6 separate regions of the Mus musculus genome follow, and all the other regions are linked to region 2. A link is a contact called in public promoter capture Hi-C data. All regions are on one chromosome and are shown on one strand. The core of a region is the stretch at or near the end of the contact, and the rest is flanking DNA. Distances in the headings are between cores, read along the strand shown. Region 1 holds the start of Chit1 (chitinase 1 (chitotriosidase)). Region 2 holds the start of Rabif (RAB interacting factor). Region 3 overlaps Chit1 (chitinase 1 (chitotriosidase)). Region 4 overlaps Ppp1r12b (protein phosphatase 1, regulatory subunit 12B). Region 5 overlaps Lgr6 (leucine-rich repeat-containing G protein-coupled receptor 6). Region 6 overlaps Ppp1r12b (protein phosphatase 1, regulatory subunit 12B).

Region 1 (2,700 bases), core at 93-2,592, 380 kb after region 2:
TTTTCCATGGTGTGGTTCCCTGCCTCAACCAGCACAGTAAAGTCCTTGATTCCTGCATGTGACACTCAATTCTAAACCCACCAGCCCCCTGAGACTCTGTGATGATAGCTGTCTGGGCATTGTCTATTAGGTGGACAAGTGAAAGCTCTGGCCACATCGGTTATGATTTATTTTAATTGTCATTTTAGGGCACAGGTCTACTAGTTTGTTTGTTTGTGTCTTAGTTGGGGTTTCCGTTGCTGTGAGGAGACACCATGACCAAGGCAACTCTTATAAAGGCAAACATTTAACTGGGGCTGGCTTACAGTTTTAGAGGTTTAATCCATTATCATCATGGTAGGAAGCATGGCAGCATGTGGGCAGACATAGTGATGGAGAAGGGCCTGAGAGTTCTACATCTTGTTCCAACTGCAGTCAAGAAAGGCATCCTCAGGTCACTTGGGGGAGAGTCTCAAAGTTCACCCCCCACAGTGACACACTTCCTCTACCTCTCCTAAGAGTGCCATTCCTTGCACCAAGCATATCCAAACCACCACATTCTACCCCCTAGCCCCATAAACTTGTTCAAACATATGAGTCTATGGAGGCCATACCCAGATTAACAGAATGCAAAATATATTTAGTCCAACTTCAAAAGTCCCCATAGTCAATAGCAGTCTCAACAAGGTTAACTATCTGTTGTTCAACTGCAAACACACAAGCAATAAGCGTAGCTTGCTGAAAATCACCACTCCCTTAATCTGTTTATCTCCTCAAACACAGGATTTACCTACATCGCACTTCCCGATGCCCATTTTGTATTTTTCCTTTCTAAGCTTGCTACACTTGATCAAAACACTCTTCATGGGAGCGAACCAGAGGACAAAGTCTATGCTGGGCTTTTCTGAGACTTCTTCTGTCAATGCAATTAATCTGATTCTCTTTCTTTGCCTTCGCCTTAGCTTCAAGCAGACTCTTCAGACAAGGGCAAAAAGCAGCCACGTTCTTCAGCATAACTTCATAAGAATGTTCTCCAAGCAACATACTAAAATTCCTCTCCTCTGAAACCCCTTGAGCAAGGTCTGCACCATTCATATCACCCTCCAAACAAAAGCATGGTCAGGCCTATCATAGCAATACCCCAGTCTCTGGTACCAACTTCTGTCTTAGTTAGGGTTTCCACTGCTATGAAGAGACAAGGCAACTCTTATAAAAGCAAGCATTTAGTTGGGGTTGGCTTACAGTTTCAGCGGTTTAATCCATCATCATCATGGTGAGAAGCATGGCACTGTCTAGGCCGACTTGGTGCTGGAGAAGGAGCCGAGAGCTCTACAACTTGTTCCAACTGCAGTCAGGAGAAACTGACATCCTCCGGCCTCTAGGGGGATCTTAAAGGCCACCACTACAGTGACTCACTTCTTCCTACAAGGTCACACCTTCTAGTAATGCCACTCCCTGGGCCAATCCACACTACCACAGTTTGGCTTTGTTTTTATGAGACAAGGGTTCTCTGTGTAACCTTGGTTATTCTCAAACTCTAGCTGAAGACCTGAACTCACAGAGATCTGCCTACCTCTGCTTCCTGAGTGCTGGGATTAAAGAAAAGCCTGTGTCACCACCACCACCCAGCTTTTTTTTTTTTTCCAATTTATTTATTTTTATTTTGTGAGCATTGGTTTTTTGGTCTGCCTGCCTGTCTGAAGATGTCAGATCCTCTGGAACTGGAGTTACAGACAATTGTGAGCTGACATGTGGGCGCTGGGAATTGAACCCAGATCCTCTGGAAGAACAAACATTGCCCGTAACCACTGAGCTAACTCTCCAGCCCCTAACTGCTGCTATTTTTTTTTTAAAGCTTGCTACAAGCCATATGTTGCTACGTCCTGAGTATGCCACCCCATCCAGCTCACGGTTACCATATCTCTTGACTACAGCAAGAGGCCAGGCAGGGTAGCTGACAGGCAGGGCAGCTGACTGACATCATCTAGGCGTGAGTAGGCACACACTATTGTTTGCTCAATAGGAGAAGCACCCAATGGCACAATGATTTCCATCCTTAAGCAGAGATGGCTGTAATGTTTCTCATGCAATAGCTGATGAAGGTACAGAGGAACACAGAGGGACTCAAACCCACATACTATGGTAGGGGAGTGTGGGCATAAGAACCCTCAGACTCAAATCCCCAACACACACACACACACACACACACACACACACACACACACACACACACAGAGCAGCTAGGTAGTTTTAGACTTGTCCTTGACTTCATAGTCATATGGCCAACCGTGTGTGTGGGGGGTGGTGAATCTCAAAGAAACAAACTAAAAAGAAGAAACTGCCCTGATACATTCATTTGCTGCTAATTGGACAAACCCAGTCACATGACCATACCTAAGTGGATGGAAGTCTGGGAAATGTAGTCCTCCAGGGTTTTGTGTGTGTGTGTGTGTGTGTGTGTGTGTGTGTGTGTGTGTGTGGTGGGGAATACTGGAAGATGTATGTATCTTACCATGAGAAGACTGTTAACTGGAGCCTCAGAAGCACAGTACGTACAGTACGTAGTGGAGTCTGGAACATACATACACAACACCCACCTCCACCCACCCACCCACCCTCACTCACCCCCAGCCCCTCTTCTTCCAAACCCAGATAGTCTGGGATGTGCGATGACTTCTCTTGAGCCACCATGACCATTCCCATCGTCATACTCTTACTTTT
Region 2 (2,700 bases), core at 46-2,545:
ACAAACCATTTATAATGAGGGTCTGAAAGCAATTTAGTTTGTACTATCCAATAGGATCGCATGTTACACTTAAAAAAAAGGGCTCAGAAACTTTTTTTTTCTTTCAGTTTTCTCATTGGGGTGATGGTGGTTTAAGACACTTATTTTAAAACCCTACCATACGCGGCTCATACCTTTAATCCCTAGCAGTGGGGAGTCCAGGTGGACCTCTTAAGTTAGAGGCCAGCTGGGTCTACAGAGCAAGTTCCAAGCCAGCCAAGGCTACATAGGGAGACCCTGTCAAACAAACAAACAACTTAAACACACATACACACACACACACACACACACACACACACACACACACACACACACACACGGGGGTGGGGGACCCTTAGGATTCAGATTCCAGATTACCTCTTATCATCAGGAGTGTGCTTTCTCTTTCACTTTAATTAAAATTTAACTTTATAAACCTTTCACACACACACACACACACACACACACACAAAATCCTACATGAAAAAGTCCTAACTGCAAGAAAAGAATGGTTAACCTTCGAAATCTATTCGAAATGCCTCGTCCTGGGAATTGTATCTCGGGGGACTTAGAAAAGTTGGGTACTAGCAGTCACTCGGTGTGAATTCTCTCCACCAAACTTGATCCTGGAGCTCCTCTGGGGAGAAGCAAATGAGACAAGTAGGGACTGAAAGATGGATAAAAGCTATGGTGGGAAGGAAATCCAGTGATTCTTAGGTGCCCTGGGGCGACACCGAGTGGTGGCTGGAGATACACCTGCGGGGTACAGCAGGTTAGCCAGAGCTCCAGGAAACAGGGGGCTAGGGTTCGTCCCTTAGCTCGCGCAGGATACCCAAAGCCTGGGGGCGGGTGGGCCGCCTAGGACAGGCACACCCTCTGAGGGAGTACTCTGCGAGAGAGAACAGTTTAGGGGACCAGGCAACTGTGCCTCGACACGAGGGTCCCAGTCCCCAACCAAGCCAGTGGGCGGGGCCTCACGACGCGGGGAGGGGCAAAGACGCGCAAGGAAGGGCGCGGTCTCCGGAAACCTGGGAACCAGGAGCAACCCGGAGCCGCTGGGTCGCTCAGGACAGCGCGACTCTAAGCAGCATCAAGCACTTTCCTACCTGCCGGCGAGAGAAAAGAGCAGTCCCTGGCTGCAGCACCCGAGAGCCACAACGCTGGCACAGCACCGCCTTCCGGTTCCGGCCCTCGGCTGACACGAGCTCGTTCTGCAGCTCGCAGGGTTCCATCGCCGTGCCGCCACACCATCAGCCACAACGGCGCACGCGCGATCTGAGCTGGCTCACCCGGAACTACGCTGGCGCAGGTCCCTGGGGGCGCCCCGCCCGTGCCTCTCGCTGTACCTCTGCGCAGGCGTCTGAACTCTATTGCGCAGGCGCCTTTCTCTATTGCCGGACGGAAGTGTCAGGAGTTACTTGTGACAATCCTTTTTCACTATACCTGGTCTCCCAGGCGCCCTTAATATTGGCCTAAGCAAATCACTATGGCTAGCCTTACCACTAACTCTTGGGATATTTCCCTTGCCTCATGAGTAGATGGCGATAATTCGGGTCAGGTCACACCTCAGCAAGATTTAGATACAAAACAATTGCTTTCTATGTAAGAAGTATGTATAATGCTTAGTACATTTAGTGTTGCGAAAAGTGTGATAATATTAAGCCTAGACTAATAGTGGCCATTTATTAGGTAGCAAAGCGTTGCTTATAGTAATTTTGAAAACGTCATTTCCTTAGAGGGTATGCCCTCGGGCATAATACAGGAAGAAGGCTAAGGTTTGCAATGTGTATAGGACATCAGAACGAGGGAATTAAGCCACCTTACTGTTCTAGAATGCAGTCTTGCTCCCCTGTTAGTCCCACATTACATGATGATGGACATTGTGTATGTGAGAATAGTAACCTGAGAAGGTCATAGACTCAAATATAATAGAACAATTTCAGAAATGGATTAGGAAACAGCTGTCTAGGATGTTGGGTCTTTTATCTCTGTATTTGTTTTTCAAGGCAGGGTTGCTCTGTGTAGCCCTGGTTGTTCTCAGACAGATCTGGCCACCTTAGCTGGGATTAAAGGCATGCACAACCACTGCACACCCACTTATTTATTTAAAGATATTTTTTATAAGTGTTTGGCTTACATGTAAGTGCATTGTGTTTGCGCCTGTGGAGACCAGAAGAGGGCACAAGATGTCTGGAACTGGAGTTACTGACTGTTGTAACCTTCCACATGGGTGCCAGGAACCCAGCCCAGATCCTCTGAAAGAACAGTCATCAGCTGGCACTCAACCATGACTCATCTCTCCAGGCCCCGTAGGTATCATTTTAATTAACCATTTGGTTGTCAGGAATGAAAGATTTTAGACACAGGGTACACTAGAAAAGGATCAAATTTAAAGCTGGGCAATGGTGGCACAGCCTTTAATCCCAGCACTTGGGAGGCAGAGGCAGGCAAATTTCTGAGTTCGAGGCCAGCCTGGTCTACAGAGTTAGTTCCAGGACAGCCAGGGCTACACAGAGAAACCCTGTCTTGAAAAAAACAAAAACAAAAACCAAACAAACAAAAAAAGGGATCAAACTTAAGAATGGTTTGTAAACCAGCGACTAAAGCATATTTCTGCGTAGAGAGAGACTGTACTAATGAGATCGGAATGGTAGAATATGCCCCCTCAACACCACGGATCTG
Region 3 (2,700 bases), core at 53-2,552, 350 kb after region 2:
TAGGGTCCCTGAATGACACATCTTATGTATGTTTAGATAGGGGAGACTGGCCAGAAGCAGTTCTCAGACACACAATTGGCAAGTAGAAGACATGTGGTCAAAGGCAAAACCCTTCCTTTTCCAGCCCAGAGAATACCCGGCTGATGGGCTCAGCCCCAAACAGCAATCAGCTTTGTGTCTTTGTGTCCTCCACTGAACTGAGCTGTTTAGCTTCCTTCAAAACCCATTCTGTTTTCCAGATGAGGTACACAGTCAGGCCTGATGTGGCCCTCTAACCCACAGTATTAACTTTGTGAAAGTGCCAGAGAGATAAAAATGTCCTATTCCTGCCCTCTCAGATACAGGACACCAAAAGCAAAAGGCATTCCAAATTTAGGGAGTGCCATGGTGGCTGTCTTAAGAAAGAGAAATGAATCGTTTCTTTCTTAAGAATGATTCTTTCTTAAGAAAGAATCGTTATTCTTGACCTGTGACTATAGTCTGGGCATATATAAGCTATCCAGACTTCTCAGAGAGAAAGAGTTGGGCAGGAAATCCCAGCTCCAGTTTAAGACCAGTCTGCCCTTCCAGGGCCTGGTTGTTCCTCCTCAAGTGATGTCCCTTGCAGTGTTATCAACCTTGGGCAAGGATGGATGTGAAACATGTGGGGGTCATACTGGCTGTAGAGTCAAGTTCCAAGGAAGCTTCCACATCAGTCCCTTGTGTGTCTGATGTCATTAAAGTGACTTGCTCTGTTGTCAGCTAAGATCCTGCAGAGAAGTGACACCTTCCCCTCAGAAATGGCATGGGACAGAATAAAGCCAGCAAACAAGACAACAGGAAAAGCCTGGTCCTTGGTGTCGTCCTTGGTTTTCCTGGTTTTGTTTTCCATTAGGGAACTGGGGTTCAAACGAGGCCACTACCCAGGTCCTGCTGGACAGAAGACCCCCGCCTCATCCCACCAACCACTCACCACGTTTTGCTCAGCGGCTGCCCCACTTTCTCCTTGCCTTTTGTAGAGGGGGCTGTTATGCCCTGTGGTCTTTTCCAAGGAGCTGTGGAAGTCGTAGGCCATAAGGTTGATGAAATCCAAGCTCCTGCAGGAGACATGGGAAGGGGTGGGAACAAGAAGGAGAGATAAGGACATTCTCTATCCCTCACCCTCAGACCATTCCCATTCCCACTGTGGTGTTGGACATTGTCTTCGATGTCCTGCCCCCCACCGCCCACGTCAGCACCCTCAGGTGTTTTCTGTTCTGTGCGAGAGAGCTGGTTCGATTTTGCCATTTTGGAAGCAATCTAGCTCAGTGCTTCCAAAGCGTTAACATTTCATAAGTCCCCTGAGAATCTCACTAAAATGTAGGCGTTCACTCAGCAGGCTGCATTTCTAACAAGCTTTCACACACACACACACACACACACACACACACACACACACACACACTCACTCACACTCACAGCATCTCTCTCTATGTAGCTGGCCTGGAAATCAGTGAAGAGCAGGCTGGTTTCAGACTCACAGGGACTTGCCTGCCCTCACCTCCTGAATGCTGGGAATAAATGCATGCACCGGTGTACCATCTCTCAAGTGTCATAGGGGCTGCAGCTCCACACACCCCACCGAGGAGCTAGCATGTGACCTCCCATATTCTTGGAGATGCTTAAGGGTTGTGATCTCCCTCCTCCTGCCCCAAGTGTGTTCTTTCTTGAACCTTGTGAGTACCAGAGGAAGGGAAGAACAAAGACCACCTAACCATCCCCACACACCCACAGAAAGGATCTGAAATAGTGCAGTGTAGCCAACACAGAAAGCAGTGACTTCTCAGTTGCGTGATAACAACTGGAAGTCATGCCTTGCAAGCAGAGATCTGCTTTGTTTCTGGAATGCTCAACCACCCTGGGCTGCTCCAGCCTTGGAGAACATAGGGATTCATGAGACTCACTGGGCAATCTTGTCCACCTCGTAGCCAGCATCCACCAGGCCTCGATCACTCGGTACAGCTGCAGTCAGAAGGAGGCGTTCCTTCCCTGAGGACTGGGCTTCCTCCTGGAAGGCTTTGGCCAAGTCCTGTGGGAAGAACAGCATGAAGGTAGAGGCAGGAGCTAGCAGGACCCTCTATGCTATTACCCACTCCCTGATAGGTGTTCACATTCTGCAGTCTGAAGCTGCTGGCACTGGGGTAGGACCACCACCCTGAGTCACTCGGCAGACTGAATGACCCTAGTCCCTCCCAGCCATACCTGTATCAGGGCTGTGAATCTCTCTTTGTCTACTGTGGGGCTCCCACGTCCACCTGGGAACTCCCAGTCAAGGTCAAGGCCATCAAAACCTTGAGTGCGCAGGAAACTTAGGGCTGACTTCACAAAGGTCTGCCGGTTGCTGGCGGTGGCCACCATGTCTGTGAACCTGTGGAATGATGGAAGGGGTGTGGCCTGACTGGGGCTAGACAGGTCACTGTCTTGCTCAAGGGTGAATAGGAGAGTTCTCGGGGTCCCAATCACATGTTTAGACAAGAAAGGGTTCTAGGGTTCCTGGGGGCTGCTGGGGTACTTGCTGACAGGTTAAGGGCCTGGTTAAGAAAAGGAACAACAGAAGTGCTTTCTAACCCTAATGTCACTGTCACTGGGGCTGCTCCAATCCCCCTGCAGTCCCTGACTGTCTCGTTGTCAAAATTATCCCCACCCTCTCCTCCTCCCTGCACAGATTGTTTCCCATGTAGT
Region 4 (2,700 bases), core at 189-2,688, 360 kb before region 2:
CTATGTGAAAGTATGTTTGTATGTGTGTGTATGTATATGTGTGTATGTGTAAGGTATGAATGTGTGTGTGTGTCTGTGTGTCTGTATGTGTATGTCTGTGTCTGTATGTGTGTCTGTGTGTATGTCTGTGTAGGTATATTTGTGTGTATTTGTATGTCTGTGTCTCTGTGTGACTAGTATGACTAGAGATTAAACCTAGGGCCTGTCCTTGTTGCTGCTAGATAAGCACTCTCTTTCTTTCCTTTTCCATTTGTTTACATCTCAAATGATATCCCACTTCCCGGTTACCCCCTCCACCCCCCCCCATCCCGCGACCCCCCCCCCCATCCCATATCTACCCTCCCCTTTGCCTATATGAGAGTGCTCCTCTTTCCCTAGCCCCTTTGTTAACTTTTTTTTTTTTTTTTTTTTGGAGAAACGGGGGCTTAAACTTGCTCTGTTGCTCTGGCAGAACATAGGGTCTCTATGCCCCATCCCCTAGAGTATTTGGAATGTCAAGCCTGGTTAATTGGGTTTTGTTTTCTTAAGACAAGGTCTCACTTAGTAGCTGAGGCATCTCTTCTCAGAACTGTGTGTTCTGAGCTGCCATGGCCAGCCATGATCTTGAATTCACATCTCACAACAAAATACATAATATGATTTATTAATTTTAAGGAGAAATGGTCTTGGGTTTACTAATGTCTGCTTTCCTGAAAAAGCTGTAGTGTGTTCAGCTGCTACTTCCTTTCTTTACATGATGGACAGGAACGAGAAATAGGTTCCTTACTCTAATGAAAGTCATAAGTAAGTTGAAGTCATAAGATTGTATAAAGTCTTCACTTATCATCGGCTAGGCCCTCTTTTCCTCTATATTGAAATATTTCAACTTTTGAATTAAAATAATACCCATTCAAAAGTAAAAGTTTGATTCCAGGGCCAGCCTGTCTTGATTTGTAGCCCAGAATATAGAACTAATCGCTACCCTCCATGTTTTGGGTTGACATGGGGACTATAGAAACCAGCAGGCTCATCTGGCTCTGAAGGGCCAGATGATTTGACTAGCAGACTGCAGGACAGAAATGGCAAGTAGCCAGCAGTTGGCAGATAGCTCTGCAGGGACACCACGCTAAGTAGCAGCTGTCACAATCATGTAGTGGTCAAGTTCATTTTCCAAAGCTCCAAGTTTTCCTTAGCAACAGAATATAAATAATTCCCCGGGCTAATATTAGAGCTGATAGTGACTGACTGTCTCTGCCTGCCTTTTCTCCTCTTTGTATCCCTGCTCCCTTTTCCCTCCCTCTGACCAGCCCTGAATTTTATATCACTTTCTTCCTTCAGATGTCCTTCCTTCCATCCATCCAAGAAATGGCTATAAATAGTTTGTTTCCACAGAAGGCTAGAATTGCTTGTCCCTCTGAAGAACCCACATTATACTCAGCTCTGCTTGCTTCTCAAGGGGTGACCTATACTGACTGAGTCATCCATCTACCCTCATCCCAACCTTCCTGAGTCCTTTGGAGTCTATTAAACTAGGTAGTTATTCCAGCTAATGTGAAGCTGTCTGCAGATTAATTTGATATCATCTTTGGAATGTTAGAAATTTTAAAACATAATTAAGCCATCATTTTTAAAAACACTTAAAATTATCTCTAAAACTATGACAGTTGCCAATTAAAGAAAAGGTTTTATAGTTTCCCTATTTCTCTCCATTTTTGCTCTAAAATGTTTTCCTTGTCTAAATGTCTATAGCAGAGTTGAACCTACTTTTTCTTTGTTGATGTAATCTTTTTTCCCTTGTATGAATCTTGAGCAAGAAGAGAGCAAAGTGTACATGACAGTAGGTGAAATATACATTGAAAATAAAATAGCAGCCGGCAGTGGTGGTGCACGCCTTTAATCCCAGCACTGGAGAGGCAGAGGCAGACGGATTTCTGAGTTCGAGGCCAGCCTGGTCTACAAAGTGAGTTCCAGGACAGCCAGGGATACACAGGAAACCCTGTCTCAAAAAAACCAAAAAAAAAAAAATGAAGAAGAAGAAGGAGGAGGAGGAGAAGGAGAGAAGAGAAGAGAAGAGAAGAGAAGAGAAGAGAAGAGAAGAGAGCATCAGCTGACATCCCAGGCTACCCAGAAATTTTCTGTGAAAGGAAAGGTCAAAGCCAGGTACAACAGAGCACTGAGAATGCTTGAGGCAGGAGGATTAGCACAACCTTGAGGCCAGCTTGGGTCTGTCTCAAACCCATCTCAAGAAGTCCAAAATTAATAAGCGAGAGAAAGAAGGAAGGCCAGGCAGTGGTGACACGCACCTTTAATGCCAGCACTCAGGAAGCAGAAGCAGGCGGATCTCTGTGAGTTTGAGGTCAGCCTGGTCTGCAGAGTGAGTTCCAGGACAGCCAGAGCTACACAGAGAAACCCTGACGCAAAACAAAACAAAAAAAAAAAAAAAGAAGAAGAAGAAGAAAGAAAGAAAGAAAGAAAGAAAGAAAGAAAGAAAGAAAGAAAGAAAGAAAGAAAGAAAGAAAGAAAGAAAGAAGAAAAAGAAAGAAAGAAGGGGAGGAGGGAGGGAGGAAGGAAGGAGGAGGGAGGGAAGGATCAATTAGTGTCACCAGGCTTAGTGGTAACTGCCTTTGTATCTATTAAGCCATCTTGTCAGCACAATATAATTTTTGAATTAAGGTTGCATACATTGTATTTTTAGGCACTGCTACAGCAAAATTGACTATA
Region 5 (2,700 bases), core at 50-2,549, 490 kb before region 2:
ACATTGAAAAACAAGTCTAGAGCCAAAGGAAATGAAGAAATACTATGCCCAAAAGTTACAAGGTGACTTAAGAATAGCATTGGGGAAAGAGATGGAAAGACGCCAGGATCTGACCAATCTACTCTGGGGTCCAGTTGGAAAATTTGAGAAGTTCAAAGTATTTTTTCTTTGTTTTTAGTTAGGGTCTCACTATCATCTCAGGCTAGCCTCACACACATCCCCTCCTGCCTCAGCTCCCTAAGTGTTGAGATTATAGATGGGAACTGCTATACTTGGCAAAGTTTTCTATATTTCGATTATGCCCTTTGTCTTCCAAATACTGATTGCACGATAAACATGAAGTGTACTCAAAGCAAGGGAGAACCAGCCTAATAAGTCTACTCAGGACTTCTCGACCAACCGTGGAAATGTCAATGATGGCTTGGGCAGAGTCACCACCATAAAGTAGTTGACTCTGGACAGCGCCTCACTCTGCCTTTGCTCTCGCCTGAACGTCTCTTCGCTTCTGTCGGACAGTTTGTTCCTTCTATCTCTCCAAATCGTGTTCCTTTAGGAAGACTAAATTTCTTAGCATTTCCTCGGGTCTGGGTTTGCACTGCATCACGCATCTATTTCTGTGTATTTTTCTTCCCAGCTTCCTCTTAGTTCTCCCACCCCATTTTCGGGAGGTTTTTTTTTTTTTTTTTTCCTTTCGGGAGGTTTTTGTTTTGTTTTTGTTTTTTCGAGTTTTCAAGTCTCTATTTCTGAGACAGAAATTCTCTCCTGTTGGTCTCCTTTGAGTTAGGAGTTGTCTGATCATGGCTTTACCAGTGAGCTGGGTTCTGGCAGCTCTGGCTCTGGGCTTACATCTATCTCTGCTCCTCTCTCACACAGGCCCCTTCAAGCCCTGCGAGCACCTCTTTGAGAGCTGGGGCATCCGCCTTGCTGTGTGGGCCATCGTGTTACTCTCCGTACTCTGTAACGGGCTGGTGCTGCTGACAGTCTTTGCCAGCGGACCCAGCCCGCTGTCCCCCGTCAAGCTTGTGGTGGGTGCGATGGCAGGCGCCAACGCCCTGTCGGGCATTTCCTGTGGTCTCCTGGCCTCGGTGGACGCCTTGACCTATGGTCAGTTCGCTGAGTATGGAGCCCGCTGGGAGAGCGGTCTGGGCTGCCAGGCTACGGGCTTCCTGGCTGTCCTGGGTTCAGAGGCGTCGGTGCTGCTGCTCACACTGGCGGCCGTGCAGTGCAGCATCTCCGTGACCTGCGTCCGAGCCTACGGGAAGGCGCCGTCGCCTGGCAGCGTCCGCGCAGGCGCACTGGGATGCCTGGCGCTGGCCGGGCTGGCCGCAGCACTGCCGCTGGCCTCGGTGGGAGAGTATGGCGCCTCCCCACTCTGCCTGCCCTACGCCCCACCCGAGGGCCGGCCGGCTGCCCTGGGCTTCGCTGTAGCCCTGGTGATGATGAACTCGCTCTGCTTCCTGGTGGTGGCCGGCGCCTACATCAAGCTCTACTGTGACCTGCCACGGGGTGACTTTGAGGCCGTGTGGGACTGCGCCATGGTGCGCCACGTGGCCTGGCTCATCTTTGCAGATGGCCTCCTCTACTGCCCCGTGGCCTTCCTCAGCTTTGCCTCTATGCTGGGCCTCTTCCCTGTCACCCCCGAGGCTGTCAAGTCAGTCCTTCTGGTGGTGCTGCCTCTGCCTGCCTGCCTCAACCCACTGCTCTACCTGCTCTTCAACCCTCACTTCCGGGATGACCTTCGGCGGCTCTGGCCAAGCCCTCGGTCCCCAGGGCCCCTAGCCTACGCTGCAGCCGGTGAGCTGGAGAAGAGCTCCTGCGACTCCACCCAAGCGCTGGTGGCTTTCTCAGATGTGGATCTTATTCTGGAAGCTTCTGAGGCTGGGCAGCCTCCTGGGCTAGAGACCTATGGCTTCCCTTCAGTGACCCTCATCTCCCGACATCAGCCGGGGGCTACCAGGCTGGAGGGAAACCATTTTGTAGAGTCTGATGGAACCAAGTTTGGGAACCCACAACCTCCCATGAAGGGAGAACTGCTGCTGAAGGCAGAGGGAGCCACTTTGGCAGGCTGTGGCTCTTCCGTGGGTGGAGCCCTCTGGCCCTCTGGCTCTCTCTTTGCCTCTCACTTGTAAATATCCCTCTCTGTTTGTCCTCTTCCCGTCCAATGATGGCTGCTTATAAAAGAAAGACAACTCCAACTCCATAGCAAGATGGCCAACACCTCTGACTCCATTGTTCTCTCTCCACGACCCCTAACCAATGAGTGCTTCCAAGTCTTGCTTTGTCTTGGCCTTCAGCTTCACTTTCACCCTGGGCCTTCTCTGTCCAATCCAATACTTCTGACAGAGGCCTGGGAAATTTGCATAGGAGAAAGGAGAAAAGCAAAAGACAGTGAAGGTTATGGGGCCCTGACAGAGCCATGATCAGTAAGTGCAGAGTGATGGGGAGGTCTCACAGAGCATGACACTGGAAGACAACTACCAAAGACATTGGAGAGTCTCCCCTGTGACATATAGAATATAAAATGTGTTTTGTGTTCCATTAATCTTGACCTATGCTGTGCCAAAGTGCTTCCTGTTAAAATACACTTTGGAAGACATTGCATATTATGTCCCTTTCTTAGAGTCATGGGGTCATGTTAGTGTCTAAAAGGTCCTGAGAATTAGGACTTTTTGGCTTAATTACTACAGCAATTAAACTTAA
Region 6 (2,700 bases), core at 96-2,595, 280 kb before region 2:
GGCTATCTCAGTTCATGCTGCGTCCGCTGTGGCCATCTCAGAGCTCTTGTAGGAGCAACTGATTGGGATATGGGGACTTTCCCAATACTTTCAGCAGGCTGGAGACAAAAACCTCAAGCTGAACTTCCAAGGTTTTAAAAGCAGCGACTTCCCCCTGGGGAGACGAGGTGAAAGCTAGAACAAGTTCTCCCCGTTCTGCAGAGTCCCCGCTAAGGGAGCTCCATGTAGCCTGGGCATGGCTACAGGCTTTTCTCGCCAAACAGCTCTTGCAGGAGAAGTACAGCTGAGTCATTCTACAGCAGTATGAAAATGTGTTTGCATATTGATTTCCTGTCCTAGGCCATTTCCTCTGCAGTATCCCAGAGTTCTTGGCTTTCACCCACTAGAGCAAACGCATACCTCCAAGTGACCTCCACATGACCTACTTGAGGGCTGACTGCCTCCCTCTTCTTGAATGGATTGTTGCCAATTTTGAGAACTGGTCCATTGCTATAGGAAGGAAGGAAGGAAGGAAGGGAGGGAGGGAGGGAGGGAGGGAGGGAGGGAGGGAGGAAGGAAGGAAGGAAGGAAGGAAGGAAGGAAGGAAGGAAGGAAGGAAGGAAGGAAGGAAGGAAGGACGGACGGACGGACGGACCATGGGGCTGCTAAGCAAGGGGAACCATCCATCTAAGATACTGGAGCAGCTCATCCCTGAAGTGCGTTGTGCTACACAGCCATTGTCAGCTTGCTCAGCTTCTTCCGTTCTTCAAGAATGTTACTTTAGTGGATAAGTAATGCCAAGTCAGATGTAGATTTCTGTAGCTAGGAGGCAGAAACCCTGGAGCAGTGTCAGACAAATCCCCAAATGTCCTCCTGTGAGTAAGGTCTCTGGTGTGCAAGTGGATTGCTTTCCAGGAGACAGCTGGTGTTTTAATGCCTAGAAAGATGTTATTTGTGGATACCTCCCCACACACAAAGTTTTCAGAGCCCGTCCTCACAGTCCTGTTACCCCCCATAGTTGTAGTGAAGGGGAAATGCCAAGCCTGACCCTCACTTCCAGGTCACCAGCCCACAGTGTGACTAGTAATGGTCACGTAGAATCTGAAGCACTAACTAGTTATCCTTCAGACACTTTCCATTTCCCAGGTTGACTCAAAAATACCAGGAAGTAGAAATAGTGTTTGATTCTCTTGAGCAGACAGAACACTACCCTCACAAATACATTGCATTTTTTCACCTTCTGGATTTTCCAAACCCACCTCACTTACAGTAGTACTTTCTTCCTCTTAGTGTAGTATGCTAGTATTGCCAAGCAGTTCTTCGTGACTCAGCACATACAGTTCTATGTGCGTGAGGGCTTCCCATCTGAAACCCTCAACTGTGCCCTCGTACACTGCGGTTAGGCTGCTGTCTGTACTACCTGTGTCAGGATGGCTAGAGAGCTAACTCCATAGTTAAGAGCACTTATTTATGCAGAGGACCTGGGTTCAGTTCCCCGCACCCACATGATGTTTTATAATAATCTGCAACTGCAGTTCCAGGGAGACTTCTAACCTCTGTGGGCACCGAACACGTACTTTGTGCATATGCATATATGCAGGCAGAGTACTCATACACACAAGTTAATGCTTAAGTGCATCTTTTAAATATATATTAAAATATATATTAAATATCTGACTTAATGTTAAATATATATTAAAAATATGTAAAACCCTGTGTCTGAGTATGATGGCATATACCTGTAATCCCAGCACTTAGGGAGCAGAGACAGTCTCTGTAAGTTCAAGACCAGCCTGGTCTACATAAAGACCCTGTCTCAAAGAAAGAAAGAAGGAAAGAGGGGGAGAGGAAGAGAAAACAAGCAACCTCAAAAAATAAATGAGTAAAATAATAAAGAAAAAGAGGGCTAAGCATGTAGCTTAGTAGGTAGAATGTGTAATTAACATGCACTTAGCCCTAGGTTGGATCCTCAGGACCACATAAACCAGCTGTGGTGATGCATAGCTGAAATCCCAGAAGGTTCCAGGCCAGCATAGGATCCATGAGACCCAGTCTCAAAACCAAGCGAGAGGAGATGCAGTGAACAGAAAGAAAGGACCTGGGGTTGTAGTGCTCTCTCTCTCTCTCTCTCTCTCTCTCTCTCTCTCTCTCTCTCTCTCTCTCTCTCTCACACACACACACACACACACACACACACACACACACACACACGAGTGCCCTGAAGTCCATAGGGAGGCATTTTGTGCCCATAGCCCTTTGTGCCATTCACGTAAGCCCCATGCAAAGACTCAAAAGTGGACAAAAAAGAAAAATGAGGACCCTCGGGTTCTCTCTTATTTCTGTTGTCATTCTAAACTGGCAAGTACAGAAGCACTTTGGTATTCTTAGTTGTTCTTGATCCTTTGGGTTACACAGGTTTGCATGTTTCTTTCTATGTTCTTATCATATCAAGCTGTGGTTTTCTTCTCTTTTCTTTTTTTTTTGGGGGGGGGGGTTTGGGTTTTGGGTTTGGGGTTTTTTTCGAGACAGGGTTTCTCTGTGTAGCCCTGGCTGTCCTGGAACTCACTTTGTAGACCAAGCTGACCTGGAACTCAGAAATCCTCCTGCCTCTGCCTCCCAAGTGCTGGGATTAAAGGCGCTTGCCACCACCACCCAGCTTTTTTTTTTTTTAAGATTTATTTATTTTTATATATGTGAATTGCTCTCTTCAGACACACCAGA

What was found. Promoter capture Hi-C pulls out the DNA fragments that hold promoters and counts their contacts.
Region 1: a contact with region 2 is called in a promoter capture Hi-C map of erythroid cells, with 26 times the contacts expected there. The contact joins the promoter of Chit1 here to the promoter of Rabif in region 2. A contact is called at or near these places in 4 of 39 promoter capture datasets (cranial neural crest, erythroid cells, neutrophils and 1 more) and 1 of 115 datasets of contacts at active chromatin or transcription factors (embryonic stem cells).
Region 3: a contact with region 2 is called in a promoter capture Hi-C map of hippocampal neurons, with 2.9 times the contacts expected there. The contact joins the enhancer-like site here to the promoter of Rabif in region 2. A contact is called at or near these places in 7 of 39 promoter capture datasets (3T3-L1-derived adipocytes, the C10 cell line, embryonic stem cells and 4 more), 5 of 484 Hi-C or Micro-C datasets (the G1E-ER4 cell line and embryonic stem cells) and 3 of 115 datasets of contacts at active chromatin or transcription factors (embryonic stem cells and large pre-B cells).
Region 4: a contact with region 2 is called in a promoter capture Hi-C map of neural stem cells. The contact joins the enhancer-like site here to the promoter of Rabif in region 2. A contact is called at or near these places in 15 of 39 promoter capture datasets (the 3T3-L1 cell line, 3T3-L1-derived adipocytes, the HPC-7 cell line and 10 more), 4 of 484 Hi-C or Micro-C datasets (the N1E-115 cell line, cerebellar granule neurons, gonadal supporting cells and 1 more) and 6 of 115 datasets of contacts at active chromatin or transcription factors (the NIH/3T3 cell line, bone marrow-derived macrophages, embryonic stem cells and 2 more).
Region 5: a contact with region 2 is called in a promoter capture Hi-C map of hippocampal neurons, with 2.1 times the contacts expected there. The contact joins the enhancer-like site here to the promoter of Rabif in region 2. A contact is called at or near these places in 2 of 39 promoter capture datasets (the HPC-7 cell line and hippocampal neurons), 2 of 115 datasets of contacts at active chromatin or transcription factors (extraembryonic endoderm stem cells and pro-B cells) and 1 of 9 other capture datasets (adipose tissue).
Region 6: a contact with region 2 is called in a promoter capture Hi-C map of the HPC-7 cell line, with 2.4 times the contacts expected there. The contact joins the enhancer-like site here to the promoter of Rabif in region 2. A contact is called at or near these places in 5 of 39 promoter capture datasets (the HPC-7 cell line, hippocampal neurons, liver and 2 more) and 1 of 115 datasets of contacts at active chromatin or transcription factors (T-cell acute lymphoblastic leukemia).

What each region holds. Positions count from the first base shown.
Region 1 is chr1:134,109,884-134,112,583 of GRCm38.p6, reverse strand. Chit1 (chitinase 1 (chitotriosidase)) reads right to left here and starts at 1,342. Exons shown (of 12, transcript NM_001284525.1): 1 at 1,222-1,342.
Region 2 is chr1:134,493,234-134,495,933 of GRCm38.p6, reverse strand. It overlaps Rabif (RAB interacting factor), which reads right to left and starts at 1,295. Exons shown (of 2, transcript NM_145510.2): 1 at 1,125-1,295. The coding sequence starts at 1,250.
Region 3 is chr1:134,144,938-134,147,637 of GRCm38.p6, reverse strand. It overlaps Chit1 (chitinase 1 (chitotriosidase)), which reads right to left. Exons shown (of 12, transcript NM_001284525.1): 6 at 2,221-2,386; 7 at 1,923-2,047; 8 at 953-1,076. Among named protein-coding and RNA genes, the nearest start is that of Chit1, 35 kb to the right of the region's middle. Within about 2 kb of position 1,302, at least 6 of the 459 cell types and tissues checked have an H3K27ac peak or open chromatin away from gene starts, as enhancers often do. A contact at or near this core is called in hippocampal neurons, where this site is marked.
Region 4 is chr1:134,857,284-134,859,983 of GRCm38.p6, reverse strand. The region is part of intron 13 of Ppp1r12b (protein phosphatase 1, regulatory subunit 12B); the gene reads left to right. Among named protein-coding and RNA genes, the nearest start is that of Gm32670, 84 kb to the right of the region's middle. Within about 2 kb of position 1,438, at least 16 of the 459 cell types and tissues checked have an H3K27ac peak or open chromatin away from gene starts, as enhancers often do. A contact at or near this core is called in cerebellar granule neurons and neural stem cells, where this site is marked.
Region 5 is chr1:134,986,365-134,989,064 of GRCm38.p6, reverse strand. Lgr6 (leucine-rich repeat-containing G protein-coupled receptor 6) reads left to right here. Exons shown (of 18, transcript NM_001033409.3): 18 at 874-2,700. The coding sequence ends at 2,129. Among named protein-coding and RNA genes, the nearest start is that of Ube2t, 25 kb to the right of the region's middle. Within about 2 kb of position 1,299, at least 128 of the 459 cell types and tissues checked have an H3K27ac peak or open chromatin away from gene starts, as enhancers often do. A contact at or near this core is called in hippocampal neurons, where this site is marked.
Region 6 is chr1:134,769,131-134,771,830 of GRCm38.p6, reverse strand. The region is part of intron 23 of Ppp1r12b (protein phosphatase 1, regulatory subunit 12B); the gene reads left to right. Among named protein-coding and RNA genes, the nearest start is that of Gm32670, 3.8 kb to the left of the region's middle. Within about 2 kb of position 1,345, at least 10 of the 459 cell types and tissues checked have an H3K27ac peak or open chromatin away from gene starts, as enhancers often do. A contact at or near this core is called in the HPC-7 cell line, where this site is marked.